Linked DNA regions of Mus musculus: regions 2 and 3 are each linked to region 1. Evidence: chromatin contacts called from public Hi-C data. All regions are on one chromosome and are shown on one strand. The core of a region is the stretch at or near the end of the contact, and the rest is flanking DNA. Distances in the headings are between cores, read along the strand shown. Region 1 has its middle 13 kb from the start of Gm32144. Region 2 has its middle 49 kb from the start of Gm4470. Region 3 overlaps Gm4470 (a long non-coding RNA gene).

Region 1 (4,736 bases), core at 1,623-4,122:
GAATAATGTCTGCCATGGGTAAAAGAAAGGCAGACTACTGATTAGTGATGTCTACCGTGGATAGAAGAGGGAGAAATGGAAGTAGATTTTGTTTAAGAGCCAATGGATGTTTGCCTCTTCCTGCAGCCTCTAACAGTTGCTTGTCTCAACTTATCATGGACTACCATATCAACAAGCACCTTATTTTATTGGCTGGTGTGTGTGTGTGAGATCTGACTCCCTTCAATTGTTGATCTGCACCAGACAGTTAAGGACTTATTGTAGTTATGGCTAGTTTGTATCAGAGCTCACTGGATGCCAGCAGCACCCTGAAGTCCTGGCCCTGTCATTTCAAATTCTCACTTACTGTCACAACTCTGTATAGCAGGTTTTCCAGCTGAACCATATTGGGGAAACAGCATTCACAGAGAGAAAGCAGCTTTTTAGAGTCAACTAGACAGTGTGGTGGGACCAGTGTCTGGCTCCAAACTTTGGGAGTTAGACTACATGAATCTCAGTCTCCTTCTTTGTATATTCCGGATGGTTGGTGTGATCTGCAGCCACTTGCTTTGGATGAGATTTCTACAGTTATTTTAATGTCTTGATTGGAAGAAACTTGCTATATACTTATCACATCCTTCCCCGCCACACTGAAGTATCCAACAGCTCTAATCCAGAATCGATGTGGTGTGTATAATGATGCTGTTTTAGGGTTGGGCCTATTTATCATTCTTACAGTTCCCTTATAATTTGGGAATATGGACTGAAGGTCACAGATGCATACAGAGCGTGGGACCCTGGCTTGAACTGATTCAGGAATTCTAAAAACATTACTTCAGGGGGTAAAAACAGGGTCTTTGCTTTTAATGAAGTTTCTAACTTTCCTGGATGCAGTAGCAATGTTTTACCACAAGAGGGCAGTAAAGACAAGGATACCAAATCCAACTTGTAAGCCAGGCCTCAATAAAGCAAGAGTCCAGCGGGGAGGGATGTTGTTTCTTTTATTGTGGCTGCTGTCATTAATCTCAGACTACTTGTGCCACAGCAGGCAGATGCAAAGATCTAATGGATAATTTCCTTGCAACTTCCAGCAGAATGCGGGAACAGGCATTTAGTCATCTATGTCTTTGTCCAGCCTGTATTTATTGAGCGTCTACTATATTATAGCTCTGTGCTGTCAGGGAAGAGAGGGAGGACCATGTAGGATAGGCAGACTGGCAAATTCTAGTGCATTTGTGAAAAGACCTCTGGGATTTCCAGAGCTTGTCCGAGAGCCAGGAGGGCATCTTGGAGGAGGTGACATTTGACTTTGCATTGGAGATCAAAGGTGGGCACCTCAGATAAACAGAGTTGGAGAGGGACAACCCTAAGTTTCATGTCAGAGAGTGACCGTCATAGTCCCGTCCTCTTCCTCTATGATGAACTCACAGGTCACTGAATTAGGAGCTTGACAGAGGGTCCGAGCCGCGGAGCCAGCACACCTGAGAATCTTGGAGTCCTGGGGCTTGGGGAAGTGTTTGGAGTACCACTTGGGTTGATCCCCTAGGAAGCTCCTGGGAGAGTCCAGAACGCTCCTTCCCTCCGTTTGTGGCAAGGCTCTTACTTACTCCCTGGCCCTGATCCTTTAGCCCAAGATCTCTGGCCGAGAGGAAGGCACAGGGAGAAAACAAAGTGCATGAACTACCATCATGAACACCTGGGGGCGCTAGAGAGCAGGCACCGCCCTTCCCAGGGGTCTGGGGAGGCAGAGGGAGGAGGGGCTAATACATGATGCCTGTGGTCTCAGGAGCAGTGTGGACAGAAAGGTCCCGAGCTGTCTATCACCAAGATGACCTCACAGCAGCAATAATAAAACCCTAACTTCAATTTGCTGAGAACAAGCCACGCCAGGCTCCCCCTCACCCTCAGGAAATATTTACAACTGCACTTCCTGGCTGGTGTCCTTACTGTTCCCATTTTGCAACCAAACACACTGAGGCTCAGGGAGTTCAAGGAACTAAGACTTCCTTAAAAAGTGCAATATGCCAGGCCTGCATCCCCATCTAGTAAGGCCAGCCTGGGGTACAGAGAGAGTCCAGTCGTTGGATCCCACAACACACATGCATGCATACATTCACAAAAGCCAAGATCAGGACTTAGTGTGGGGTTTTTTGGGTTGTTTGTTTGTTTGTTTGTTTGTTTGTTTGTTTTTTGAGACAGGGTTTCTCTGTGTAGCTCTGGCTGTCCTGGAACTCACTCTGTAGAGCAGGCTGGCCTCGAACTCAGAAATCTGCCCGCCTCTGCCTCCCAAGTGCTCGGATTAAAGGCGTGCGCCACCACTGCCCAGCCTTAGTGTGTTTTCTTAACATCAGAGTTCAGAATTCTTCCACTTCCAGCTGCCACTACGGAAGCCTCTACTGAAACGTCAGTCACAGTTGGTCTGATCTGCAGGGGATGTTTCCTTTGTGGGTTTTGCTTGTTTTCTGTCGACAATTCAGCTATCATGAATTAAAGTGAATCTGGGCGAGGGACGTGGCTGTGTGGACAAAGGTGCTTGCTGATAACCTGAGACCACACAGTAGAGTATATGTTCTTTTCTTACCTCCACAGAGGTGCCATGGCACCCCCAAGTCAACCAACCGATTGATCAGCCAGTTGATTGACTGATGGATCCAGCCATTAACCAATACAATAATTTATTTAACAACTGCATCTAAGCTGGAGGCAGAGTCTTAAAGTCAGTTGAAGTCTGGGAGCTGAGCACTGACAATGTGGAGCCCGCCCTAGGTCCTCCTGACTCTCTATCCCACCCTGCAGCTCACCAGCCTGCGTGCAGTCTTGCGATGTCCTCTTCCTCTCAGGCTTGCCTGAAGAGCAGACACTCCCCACCCTGAAGGATAGCTCTCCTCCTGCTGCCTCTCTGGAAGCAAGCGTAGCCCATTTCAAGTACAGATAGAGGCCATGAGGCCATGGACGGGTCTCCTAACCTGTTTCTCTGAGCCTCGGTGTCCTCAATCTGTAAGACCGATATCTCCTTCCATTGCTGTGATAAAATACTCTGATAAAAAAACAAAGGCAGAGAGAAAGTGTTTAACCCATCCAGAGGTTACAGGGACTACATCGTAGCTGCGCATGCTCAGTGCTCCTGGCATTGCAAAGCAGAACACAGAAAGAACAGAAAGTGAAACTTGGCTGTAACACGTCAAAGGCCCCCCCCAGCCCCCCCCCCCCAGATGGATTTCATCCAGCGAAACCTCACAGTCTGGTTGTTCCATAACCTCTCCAAACGCCTCCTGCTGAGACCCGTCTGAATACAGATGTTTATGCAAGACATTTCACATTCAAATCGCAATGAAGTAGCGCTGAGTTACACAAATCTCAGTTGCCCCCAGTTGCTTTTATCTGTCACTGAATAAGAAAAGGAAAAACTGCCCCTCAGCTGAGTATGGTGGTACACACCTGTAGTTCCAACCCTTGAGAGGCTGAGGCAGGAGGATCACTGTGAGTTTGAGGTCAATCTGGACTATATATAGTATGAGATCTTCACACACACACACACACACACACACACACACACACACACACACACACGTAGGGTTATGGGGTCCCGAGTCTGCTCTGCTACAGGGCTGGGCTGTAGGGCAGCCCAGGGACACAACTCTGGAGGTGGGGAATTGCAGTCTGAGAGCTGGAGCAGGCTCAGGGTCCCCAGGCCTGTGAGGAGGCCAAGGCTGGGGCTGTCTGGTTCTCAGGCTCACAGACACCCAGGCACCTATGGAAGCCTTGGAAAAGCTGAGAATGGAGTGGGGACCCTCTGGTTGGATCTGGCCCGAGGGCGGTGTGTGTGTGTGTGTGTGTGTGTGCTTGTGTGTTGTGGGGTTAGGAGGAGCTCCAGCTGGTCCCACGAGGAAAGTTCTTGGCTTGACTGCAAAAGTAGGCTTGAGTTTGGGCTCGATCTTGGCTTGGAGCATAGAGAGGCCTTCTACAGATTAGACAGCCGCTCTGTAGGCAAAGGCCTTCTCCATGGCTCCCCAAGGCGGATCATGAAGAAAAGAGGAAGTCCATGGTTTTAAGACATTTATTGTCATGGCGGAAAGTGGATGAGTAAGACTGTGTACCCCACTTCTCAGGGTGGACCTGAGGTTAAATACCTTTTTGCAGGGAAGAGTGTCTGGGAAGGAAAGCTTATTGCCTACGTCCCCCAACCTTTAGGTACCTCATAAAAATAGAGATCTGTCTTGAACCTATGTGACCACACTTCAAATCCTCTACCTGTGGAGGGGCTTGGAGCGTTGCCCCTAAGTGACTGATGGGCACAAATCTATGGGGGGCCGAGACTAGTGACAGGGACCTGGTGTGCAGGAACCGGTGAAACACGCCTTTCATCTCCTTTAGGATCACAGTGGTTTCCAGCTTTAGTTCAACCAGGAACAAGGCTACCTTTCATGGTCTCTCTCTCTCTCTCTCTCTCTCTCTCTCTCTCTCTCTCTCTCTCTCACACACACACACACACACACACACACACACACACACTGTCAAATAAACTAATCTCAATGATGAAATGCCATGTATTGTAAGAAACGCACCTTTTGGCAATATCTCATGTGATGGATGTTTCTGTGAGAAATGGTGACCTGTGGTCCCCACATAAAACCTTCAGCATAGTATCTCGCTTGGAGCCACCTCTGATTGAACAGGGGGCTCATTATTCACAATGCTGCCTTGCCTAGGGTCCCCGCTGGAATTCCCTCTACCCTCAGGGGGCCTCTCAGGCAGGA
Region 2 (4,736 bases), core at 642-3,141, 220 kb after region 1:
AGAAAAGAAAGGAAAAGGAAAGGAAAGGGAAGGGAAGGAAAAGAGAAAATAAAAGAAAGAAAAGAGAAGAAAAAGAAGAGAAGAAAAGAAAGGGAAGAGAAGAGAAGAAAGGGAAGAAAAGGGAAGGAAAAGAAAAGAAAGGAAAGGAAAGATGAGAAAAGAGAAGAAAGGAAAGGGAAGGAAAAGAAAAGAAGAGAAAAAAGAAAAGAGAAGAGAAGAAAAGAAAAGAAAAGAAAAGAAAAGAAAAGAAAAGAAAAGGAAAGAAAAGAAAAGAAAAGAAAAACATCACATAAGACAATCTGATTGGGAGCCTGGCTGTGTTCATAATTTAAATAATCACTGTACTAAAATTTCAAATCATTATCAAAGGAGCAACAGTGTAACAAAGATAACAAGAGAACATCTGTAAGGCACAACTCTGTGTGTGTGTGTGTGTGTGTGTGTGCGCGCGCGTGTGTGTGTGTGTGTGTGTGTGTGTGTGTGAATGTGTTTATGTATGTATGTGGTGTGGTATGTCTTTGTGTGTATTTGTCTATGTGTGTATATATGTGGGCACGGGTAGAGGGTATTAAAGGAGCTTATAAAAGCGTTCAGATGAGCTTGCTGTGGCATTTCTCATCTGTTCCTGAAGTCTGTTGATTCTGAGCCACCTTACTTCCAACTCCCAAGTGCAAGTAGGGTTGGGCATCGGGTGGTCCAGGGCACAGGCAGCATCTGGTGCCCAATGTGGTTATTGACTACTTCATTGTCCTCGTTTTGAGGCTGCTTGCAAACCTCCTTTTCTGGGGGCTCATTTTTTGCTTTGTGTTTCCAAAGCAAAGTTCTCCTAGGCCCACACAGGACTGTCTGTTTCTCATTTAGTGAAGTAAGTACTGTATTGCAGTTTGTAAAGAACTACCATGGAAAGGAAGGAGAGAGAGGTGGGGGGGGGGTTGGAGGGGAAGAGAAAGGGGGAGGGGGAAGGGAGAGAGAGGGGGAAGGAAGAGGTGGAAGGAGAGGGAGAAGGGGATGGAGAGGGAGAGTGGGACAGAGAGGGAGAGAGGGACAGAGAGGGAGAGGCAGGGGAGGGGGAGGGGAGGGAGATGGGGGACGGGGCAGGGGAGGGGGACGGGGGACGGGACCGGGACCAGGACCTGGACAGGGACACACCTAAAACCACCCAACTGGCTCACGTCTGGGCCTCACAGTCTTACAACAGAGCATATGGCAGCTGCTCACCAGCAGCATGCCTGTTACAAGTGGGCCTCAGCAGCTGTCCTTCCATCCATCACAGCTCCACCCAAGACCTTACTGGGGCACACCATAGGCAGGGTGTTTACAGCATGGCCAATGGATATGGCTGGACTGGCTTTCTGCTCCCAACAGTGAAGTGAAGCCTGAGAGCTAGCGCCTGGGAAGCTGAGGCTCTCTGAGTGTGGAGTGCCATATACTGGGCTCCGGAGGAGCGGGAGGTGAAGGATCATTTCCGCAGTGGAACTTGGGGTCGGAAGGAGCAGCAGCAGCCGCTGCTGGGAACTTGACTGCGCAGCCCTGTGTCTTTTGTTGTCACCGATTGTCCCTCCTGCAGCCTGCCACTGGGACCCCTGAATGCACCGCAGACATTCTTGGCACGCTGGGGCCTCGGTGCTGGGCTCAGGTTCATTAATCTGCCTGCCACTGAGTTGCTATGAAAAGAGGAAATTGTTTCCCTGCTCCCGGAGAAGCAAGGAGAAAGAGCTGAAGCAGGAAGAAGGCCCAGGCCGACTTCCCACGTGCAGCCAGGGCTGGGGTGCTGCAGCCTGGAGCCCAGAGCACCAGAAAGAGCTGGCATGTCCCTCCCTGGAAAAACCTTCCGTGCACGTGGCCAGGCCATTAATTAGCCCAGTAACAGACGCTAGCCCTGAGTCACCATGGAGCACAGACAATAAGGCCTGTGTGCTAAGGGAGATGACAAATGAGGGCCACAGAGGAGAGGAGGAGAGCAGCAAAGAAGCCGAGGACCAGAAGACCGCCGGGCCAGAGAGCTGGTGTGATTTCCAAAGGCTGGCCCATGAAGGAGGGGAACCTGCGATTGTCCCAGAGCCGTGTAGGAAATCTACCTTTCCACTCTAAATGGACAAATGGCAATTTTGACAGCCACAGAACATGCCTGCTCTGGGCTGAGTCTCTTTGGGAAGGTTATGAATCAGAAATGTGGGATTGCGGGGCCTAGCTCACATCAGGCTTAACAGTGGGAAAGTAAGCATACCAAGGAGCCGGCTAAGGTAAAGAAGGTCCCGCTCTGCTCAAGACTCGATCTAGCACAGGGAGAGCCCAGAGCCCTTAACAAGTAGGGAGGTGCCGGAGCACACAAGGATGAGGGGGTCGGGGAAGAAAGAGAGAGGAAGGTAAAGATAGCAGCTGTAAGACCCATGCCCAGTCTTGGCTTTGGAGGTTGACAAGCTTAGATCGCTTAAGCATTGGGGAAGTCCCTGTGGCCCGTGAGTCACCTGAGGGTCAGAGTGTTGATGCCACAGCCCCATTCCTTGAGCAGACATCTTCCACGGGAACATCTACGTATGCTCTTCGTGTCCTTTCCCCGGATGTTTTAGTTTTCCATTGGCAAACAGATCAGTTCACTATTTTTATTATTTAGTTTTCAAAAGCCACAAAAATCTAGGCATAAAATTCCCATCGATTCAAAAAGTTCTATCCCTTCTCTATAATCAGCCCCTCCCCCCACCCCAGACTCCCCGCGCCCTTCTAAGCTGGTGACCTTCCCTTCCAGCTGCCTTTCCTGGGTCTTCCTACCCAAGGAATCAGGTGTTTGTACCGTCTGGTTCCCTTCACTCAGCACAATGTATCCGACATTTGTCTGGGTTGCTGGTGTTGGCCCATCTGAGTTGTTGGGTATTGGCTCTTCATTGCTGAAGGGTGTCCTGTTATGTGTAAGTACAGTTCTTGGGTAACTCCTCCAGTGGGGAACACCTCTCACCCCATCCTGGCCCTGACTTTTCTAGAATGCTTTTACTCGGGGAGACTATTTTAAAAGTTACTGACTGGGGCCAAAACTTTAGTATAACCTATTTTTTCCTCCCTCTATGGTTTTTTAAGGCTTCTCAGGATAATGGTTTCACTTAGCATTGACCTCTCAAGCTCAGAAGAAACATGCCTTTGATGTTTTGCTTGTCTTTGTGTGTTTCAGTATGTCAAAGTACACAATCCAAAGACTTTCAGTGTATCCATTGTTATACACACCACCACCACAGTTGATTTAGAATGTCTTAATTATTACAGTAGAAATCTCTAACTCCATAGCTGTCATGACCAGTTCTCCATAGCATATTGAACTGGCCACCACTAATGTGCTGAGTCTAGAAATGTGCTAGCCTGGTATTTCACATAAAATATTACCATGTGACCCTTTATTCTCTACCCTCTGACCCTTTGCATAACGATTTTCAAGTTTTGCCTATGAGTCAGGAGTTCGTTTTTTAATTGGGAATACTGTTTCATTGTGTGGACATACCACATTATTTATCTATTTGCCAGTTGATGTACACTTGGTCTCTTCTTCCTTTTGGTTCTTGTGAATAATGTTGTTTTGGCCTCATGTATTGGTCTTATGGGGGTATGTGCTCTGGCCTTGAACTCTGAGATTTACTTGCCTCTGTCTCCTGGGATTAAAGGTGTGTACTACCTTGCCTGGGCCTAAGCTTTTCATGGCCACTGTTCCTCAAGATCCAGATCAAAACCCTGTGTCTTCAACCTCAAGATCTGGATCACAAGTGTGCCTTCTATTTCTGGATTGTAGTTCATAGCAGATTAAAAGTCTAAACTAAACTATTCCTTGTTCAACTGCAGACACAAACAATAAGCTTAGCTGGGTGGGATCTTGCCCTGAGATTATTACTTCTTTAATCTCTTTATCTCCTTGAACATAGGATTCAGCTGCATTTCTTCTCCTGGTGCCCCTTTATTATGTCTTGAATCATACATTTTATATTTTTCTTTTCTATGCTTGCTACACTTGTTCAAAACACTCTTCATGAGAATTAACCAAAGAATAAAGTCTCTTTGGGGCTTTTGTTTTGTTTTGGTTTTGGTTTTGGTTTTGGTTTGGTTTGGTTGTTTTGTTTTGTTTTGTTTTTCGAGCCAGGGTTTCTCTGTATAGCCCTGGCTGTCCTAGAACTCACTTTGTAGACCAGGCTAACCTCGAACTCAGAAATTCACCTGCCTCTGCCTCCGGAGTGCTGGGATTAAAGGCATGAGCCACCATGCCTGGCTTCTTTTGGGCTTTTTTGAGACTTCCTTTGTCAATGCAAATTAATATAAATCTCTTTATTCTAGCTTCAAGTAGACTCTTCAAACAAAGGCAAAAAGCAGCCACATTCTTCACCAAAATATCACAAGAACAGTTTCTAGGCAACATCTTAAAATTCTTCTCCACGGAAACCTCTAGAGGCAGGCTTCCACAGTTCAAATTACACTCAGCAACAAAGTCTCCCATATTTTTCCTAGGATGGTTCATTAAGCTCCACTTAAAGAATTCCACTGCTTTCCAAATTCAAAGTCCAAAATCTACATTCCAAACAAAAACATGGTCGGGTCTATCACAGCAGTATCCCACTTCTGGTACCAAAAATTCTATTTTAGTTAGGGTTTTACTGCTGTGAATAGACCCCATGATCAAGGCAACTCTTATAAAGCCAACATTTAACTGGGGCTGGCTAATAGGTTCAGAGATTCAGTCCATTATCATCAAGGTGGGAGCATGG
Region 3 (4,736 bases), core at 593-3,092, 170 kb after region 1:
AAATTTCCACTTCAATTAACCATGGATATTCTGTTTTAAAAGTCAGCGAGATTTTTTTTCCCCCATACCCATCGTTGTTAAAGTCTGCCTTCCTTTCCTACATTGATTCCAATGGATACCTCAGAACTCTCTCCCTATTTAATGGTCAGTTGATTTGCAAATTCAACTCCACTCAGAACCTTAATTCCTCTTTATTTTGAGAGATGCAGCATATTAACAGGCCTCAAGGATATGCCCTTGGATATTTTGGGCATCCCTCATAGCCTACTACACCAGGTGAACATGGAACGCATGCTATGTACCGGGCTTTATCATCCCAGCGTGATGGGAGAGGATAAGCATAAAGATCCTTGTGATAAGAAAGCTTGCTCTAGGTCAGGGAGAAAGCACATAAACAAGTGGTCAGATCAAATCAGTGCACATCCGTTTCCTCCACTGATCTGAAATCAGAGTGAAGAGGAGATGGGAGGTGAAACCAGTTGTATCTCTGGCCTCCAAAACTACTATACGTTAGCTTACTCCTTTCCAATGTTTGGAGCCAACTCCCAATGTCTATTTATCTCATTCACAGTGTCATTGTTTCTAACTGATCTTTCATATTCTTTTAAGTTTAGTTTTGGTGAATGGGACAGATCTGTTATAATTATCTCTGAACTCAAATTCAGGCTAATTATTTCTTAAGATTCTAGAGCATCCCTGATGCACTGTCTTTCTTGTTTCCAGCAGAAATGTATTGTTTGAGGTTTCTAAGTACCTCACCCTCTACGCCTCAGGATGCGAGTGCAACAAATAAAGGGTACATTGAAATAGAGTATTTCAAATAACCTGCAGCATCATTAAAAACATCAAATTAAATGAACAGAAAACAAACAGACTCAAGTTTCTGTCTGTAATCAGATATTCTTTGTTAAGGGCTCCCGAGTGTATTTCAATACCGGCTATACCAGCTTGTAGCTTCCCAGTTAAGTACTCATCTTACAGGGCAAATTCTTTTAAATGATGGGAGAAGAGAAGGGAGGAAACCCCTCAGCTCCAGCAGACCTCCAGAATGAGCTCAATTTGCCTTGGCTTTCATGCATCATGGAAGGCCTAGCTTCAATTTTCAATCCAAACTCTAAGTCAAAACCTCATTAGCACAGTCAACTACCATCAATATGCTCTGGTCTCTTCCATGATAGAAAGGCTTCTTAGTCATGGGCTAGAGTTTAGAAACTGACCAGATGGTCCAACGTCTCGATGCTACTCCTAACATTTGGGACAGAAAGTTCATCTAAGTATGCCAGGGTCTTTAGTGTTCCTGCCGCCCCTCCCTCTGAAACGCAGGTGAATGTCATTTACTGTCCTGAGCAAAGATGTCTCCAAACATTTCCATATTCTCTTCCACATCCAACAAGAGGCATTCCCAGCGGCCTGTGGCTGTCCTCAGCCATGAAGCTCTCACAGTGTGTGTGTTGTCTTCATAGAGGCTGATGACCATCAGCACCATCAGTGTTGTTTTGCTTAGTGTGTCCTCTTCATAGGAGCTGATGATCACCAACACCATCATTGTTCCTATGGCTCAGATGCACCTGCATCACCAAAGCAGGTGTTTCACCCAGCTGTGTGCCAACATCTGTCCCAGCCCTAAACAATGCTCAGTGTGAAATTTGAAAGGACAGCACAGCACAGGGGTCAAAGGGACCCATGTTTCAATTCAACCTTTGACCTTTCCCTTATATACATATGACCTTGAGAGGCGACTTTTATCTCTGTGAGTCTTGGTTTCTTTATCTAAGAGTTGAGTTAAGAAATCCATTTCACTTCTCAGGTTATACGAAGACTGGATGACATCGTTCACCGGAGCCACGTAGAGCCACACCTGTCACTTAACACTGGCTCACTCAAGACTGCCTTCCATCAATGATGGCACTGCCAGAGATTCCCAGAAAGGAAGAGCACTGCAAAGGTTATAGCTCAAGTAGGTAACTCCTGATTATATTCAGTGGATGCTCTTTTGCTGTGCCTTGGTGTTCTTTGAATCTACAGAAGGAAGTAAATATTTTCCTATGTTAATGAGTCAAGGAGCCAAAAAATAAAATAAAATAAAATAAAATAAAATAAAATAAAATAAAAATCACGTACCATCAGGCCAGGAAACATATTGAATGAAGTCAATGACACAGAAGACATGATCCAGGAAGGAGATTTTCATATGGCCACCTGTACCTCTGCCTTGGCAGCGCCATCCACACGTTTGCTTGAGGAAAATGCAAGTCACCTTCAGATCTTCTTTCGCCCCGTCCATCCACCACCCACACCACATCGCCTCTCCTCCTGTCTCACTGCTGCCATTCTGACCCACATCACCACCACTTTCCACCTGGAACTCTGCAATACTTTTCCTGTCTTGTCCATTCCTGCCTCCCTAGACTTTGTTTCCTGTTAGGTAGCCAGAGTGATCCTTAGAAAACCATACAAGTCATTTCCTTTTCCTGCTTAGAAGTCTCCCGATATCCTCTTTGTTGTTGTGTTTAGAATGAAACGCCACCACCTAGTGTCACTTGGTGCTGCCTGCCTCTCCTGGCCTTAGCATCCAGGACAAGTCTGCCTCAGCTGCACACTCCTCCCCTGGATTGCCACCAAACCAAGCTCTTTCCTCTTCAGGGTGCTTGCACCTGTTCCCTCTGGCTGGACACTCCAAAGCCAGAGCTCTGTAATCACAAATCACACTCGACTCCTCTCTGCTCTTTCCTAAGGCTCAGAAGGATGCCTGGGCGATAGTAAGCACTTAGCTGTTTATGATGAGGTGAATCAACAGTCAAAACAACCAGACACAGTGCAGTGGAGGTTGGTAGCCACACCCTATATAGTGGGTGACAATTCTTTCTGTGAGGGTTTCATCTACTGAGAGAAAGTTGAGTCCACACTCTCAAAATTCACAACCAACTATCGGAGAAAACCGGGAAGTTCGAGTCCAGAAAGGCAGTGAGTTAAGGGCTTCATTTCTTTAGGCAGATGAGCATTCGTTTATGCCAAATGCCGCACATAACTGTTAGAGTTAACCACGAGGTTGCCAGCAGCCATAAAAAAAAAAAAAAAAAAATTGCTCCATCTCAGCCCACAACAGTATCTGCCGCAGGGCTGACATTTCAAAGCTAATTCAATTACTTTGTCTTTCCTGGAAATGCACAATCCGGTCACATAATAGGACACTATTTAATTAGGAGGTTCCTGGTTGCTGGAATGTATAGGAAAGTGGTTGGTATGGTACTTCTTCCAAACTGGCCCTAAGCTTACCTTCCACGCCCCCCGGCCCCGCCCCCGCCCCCGCCCCGCCCCGGCCCCGCCCCCGCAAAGGAAGTCAGTGATACTCTATGAACTGGTAGAAACTCTCATCTCTTGGTGAGAATATTCTCTCTTTGGAGTTGTCTGAGGTCAGTGTTTCTCAGTGAATGCACACACTTGCACCCAGGGCTGACGAAACAGCACAATCGGCAGATCCCTTTCCCAGCATGCACAAAGTCGTGAGTTCAATATCCAGCCCCACCTAAACCATACATGGTGCTGCACTCCTGAAATCACACCACTTGGAAGGTAGAGGCAGGAGGATCAGATATTCAAAGTCTTCCTGAGATGATTAGCCAGTACGAGGCCAGCCTAAGACACAAGAGGCCCCTTTATAAAGACAAGCAAGCAAGCAAACAAGCAAGCAAACAAACAAACGACAACAAAACCCTCCATAAACCATAATCACATTCTACCAATAGAATAATTTCAATCCCAATTTTAGCAGATGACATTCAAAAGATCAAAGACCTGGGGGAAGATAAAGTCATTATTCAAGGAGGCAGTGTCACAGGAAGGTTCGGAGAATGCATGGGAGAGTGACCAGAGGGCAGAAGATCAAGAGAAACGTCGGGTGAGGTACCTTAAAGGCATAGACCTGGAAACTCCAGTAGGCCACAGTTGCCGTAATGCCCCCTAGTGACTCCAGTAGCACTAGGCAATACGGTCTTTAAAAGCTGCTAGATTTGGTGGTTTCCTATCGGGGACCTAATGCATGAATCAGGAATGTAAAGAATAGACATCAGAAAACATCTATTTTTTTTTAAACATCAAATTGCAACATCTCAGTGCAGTATCCAGCAGACATCAAACACAGAGAAATGTCAGCATAATATCATGTGCGCTGGGACCACAGCTGTCCTGTTCATCTCTGGGAGTTCTCTGTCTGGAATGGTAGAAGTGTGGCCAACTCATAGCAGTTTGCCCTGGACTGTCCAGCTTTTAAAACAGAAAGCCCCGTGTCCTGAGAGCCCCTCAGTCACTCTCAATAGAGCTTCCAGCAAGCATTTGTTGAATGATTGAAAGATGTAGCTACCCCACAGAGCTGCTGGAGGATCAAAGAAATTATATCTATAAAAGTCTTTGAAAATTCTAAATTGTGTCCGATTGGAAAGTATAATCCAATGTCAAGTGCGATTATTATGGGCATTTGTTCTGATTGACAATGGGAGGAGGGCCTGCATCTTCCTGTGCCATACTCTCTCAGCTGTCCTCAGCCTGGTGCTAGGATGGAATCCTGGGGTGGAGGGTGGGCTTCTAGAAGGATCCAGGGTGTGTGACTCCCAGTCAAGCAAGGCTCAGTGAACCTGACCCACATTAAACTTGAAGGCTAGGGCTCATCTCATCCTGTCTATGCTCTGATCTACAAATCAGACAACATACAGGCTGCAGCTAAAAAGGGAGAGAGACAA

The links. A called contact is a pair of places that touch in the nucleus more often than the background predicts.
Region 2: a contact with region 1 is called in a Hi-C map of the N1E-115 cell line, with 2.4 times the contacts expected there. The contact joins two enhancer-like sites. A contact is called at or near these places in 1 of 15 datasets of contacts at CTCF or cohesin (the NIH/3T3 cell line) and 4 of 484 Hi-C or Micro-C datasets (the N1E-115 cell line, embryonic stem cells and palatal mesenchyme).
Region 3: a Hi-C map of the N1E-115 cell line shows a contact between it and region 1, with 5 times the contacts expected there. The contact joins two enhancer-like sites. A contact is called at or near these places in 21 of 484 Hi-C or Micro-C datasets (the N1E-115 cell line, embryonic limb bud, embryonic stem cells and 7 more).

Annotation. Positions count from the first base shown.
Region 1 is chr19:56,251,892-56,256,627 of GRCm38.p6, reverse strand. No RefSeq gene overlaps it. Among named protein-coding and RNA genes, the nearest start is that of Gm32144, 13 kb to the left of the region's middle. Within about 2 kb of position 2,872, at least 26 of the 459 cell types and tissues checked have an H3K27ac peak or open chromatin away from gene starts, as enhancers often do. A contact at or near this core is called in the N1E-115 cell line, where this site is marked.
Region 2 is chr19:56,026,691-56,031,426 of GRCm38.p6, reverse strand. No RefSeq gene overlaps it. Among named protein-coding and RNA genes, the nearest start is that of Gm4470, 49 kb to the left of the region's middle. Within about 2 kb of position 1,891, at least 117 of the 459 cell types and tissues checked have an H3K27ac peak or open chromatin away from gene starts, as enhancers often do. A contact at or near this core is called in the N1E-115 cell line, where this site is marked.
Region 3 is chr19:56,078,622-56,083,357 of GRCm38.p6, reverse strand. It overlaps Gm4470 (a long non-coding RNA gene), which reads right to left. Exons shown (of 3, transcript XR_386811.3): 2 at 2,122-2,236; 3 at 1,943-2,019. It overlaps Gm52387 (a long non-coding RNA gene), which reads left to right. Exons shown (of 3, transcript XR_003952892.1): 3 at 1,808-1,882. Among named protein-coding and RNA genes, the nearest start is that of Gm4470, 3.0 kb to the right of the region's middle. Within about 2 kb of position 1,842, at least 1 of the 459 cell types and tissues checked has an H3K27ac peak or open chromatin away from gene starts, as enhancers often do. A contact at or near this core is called in the N1E-115 cell line, where this site is marked.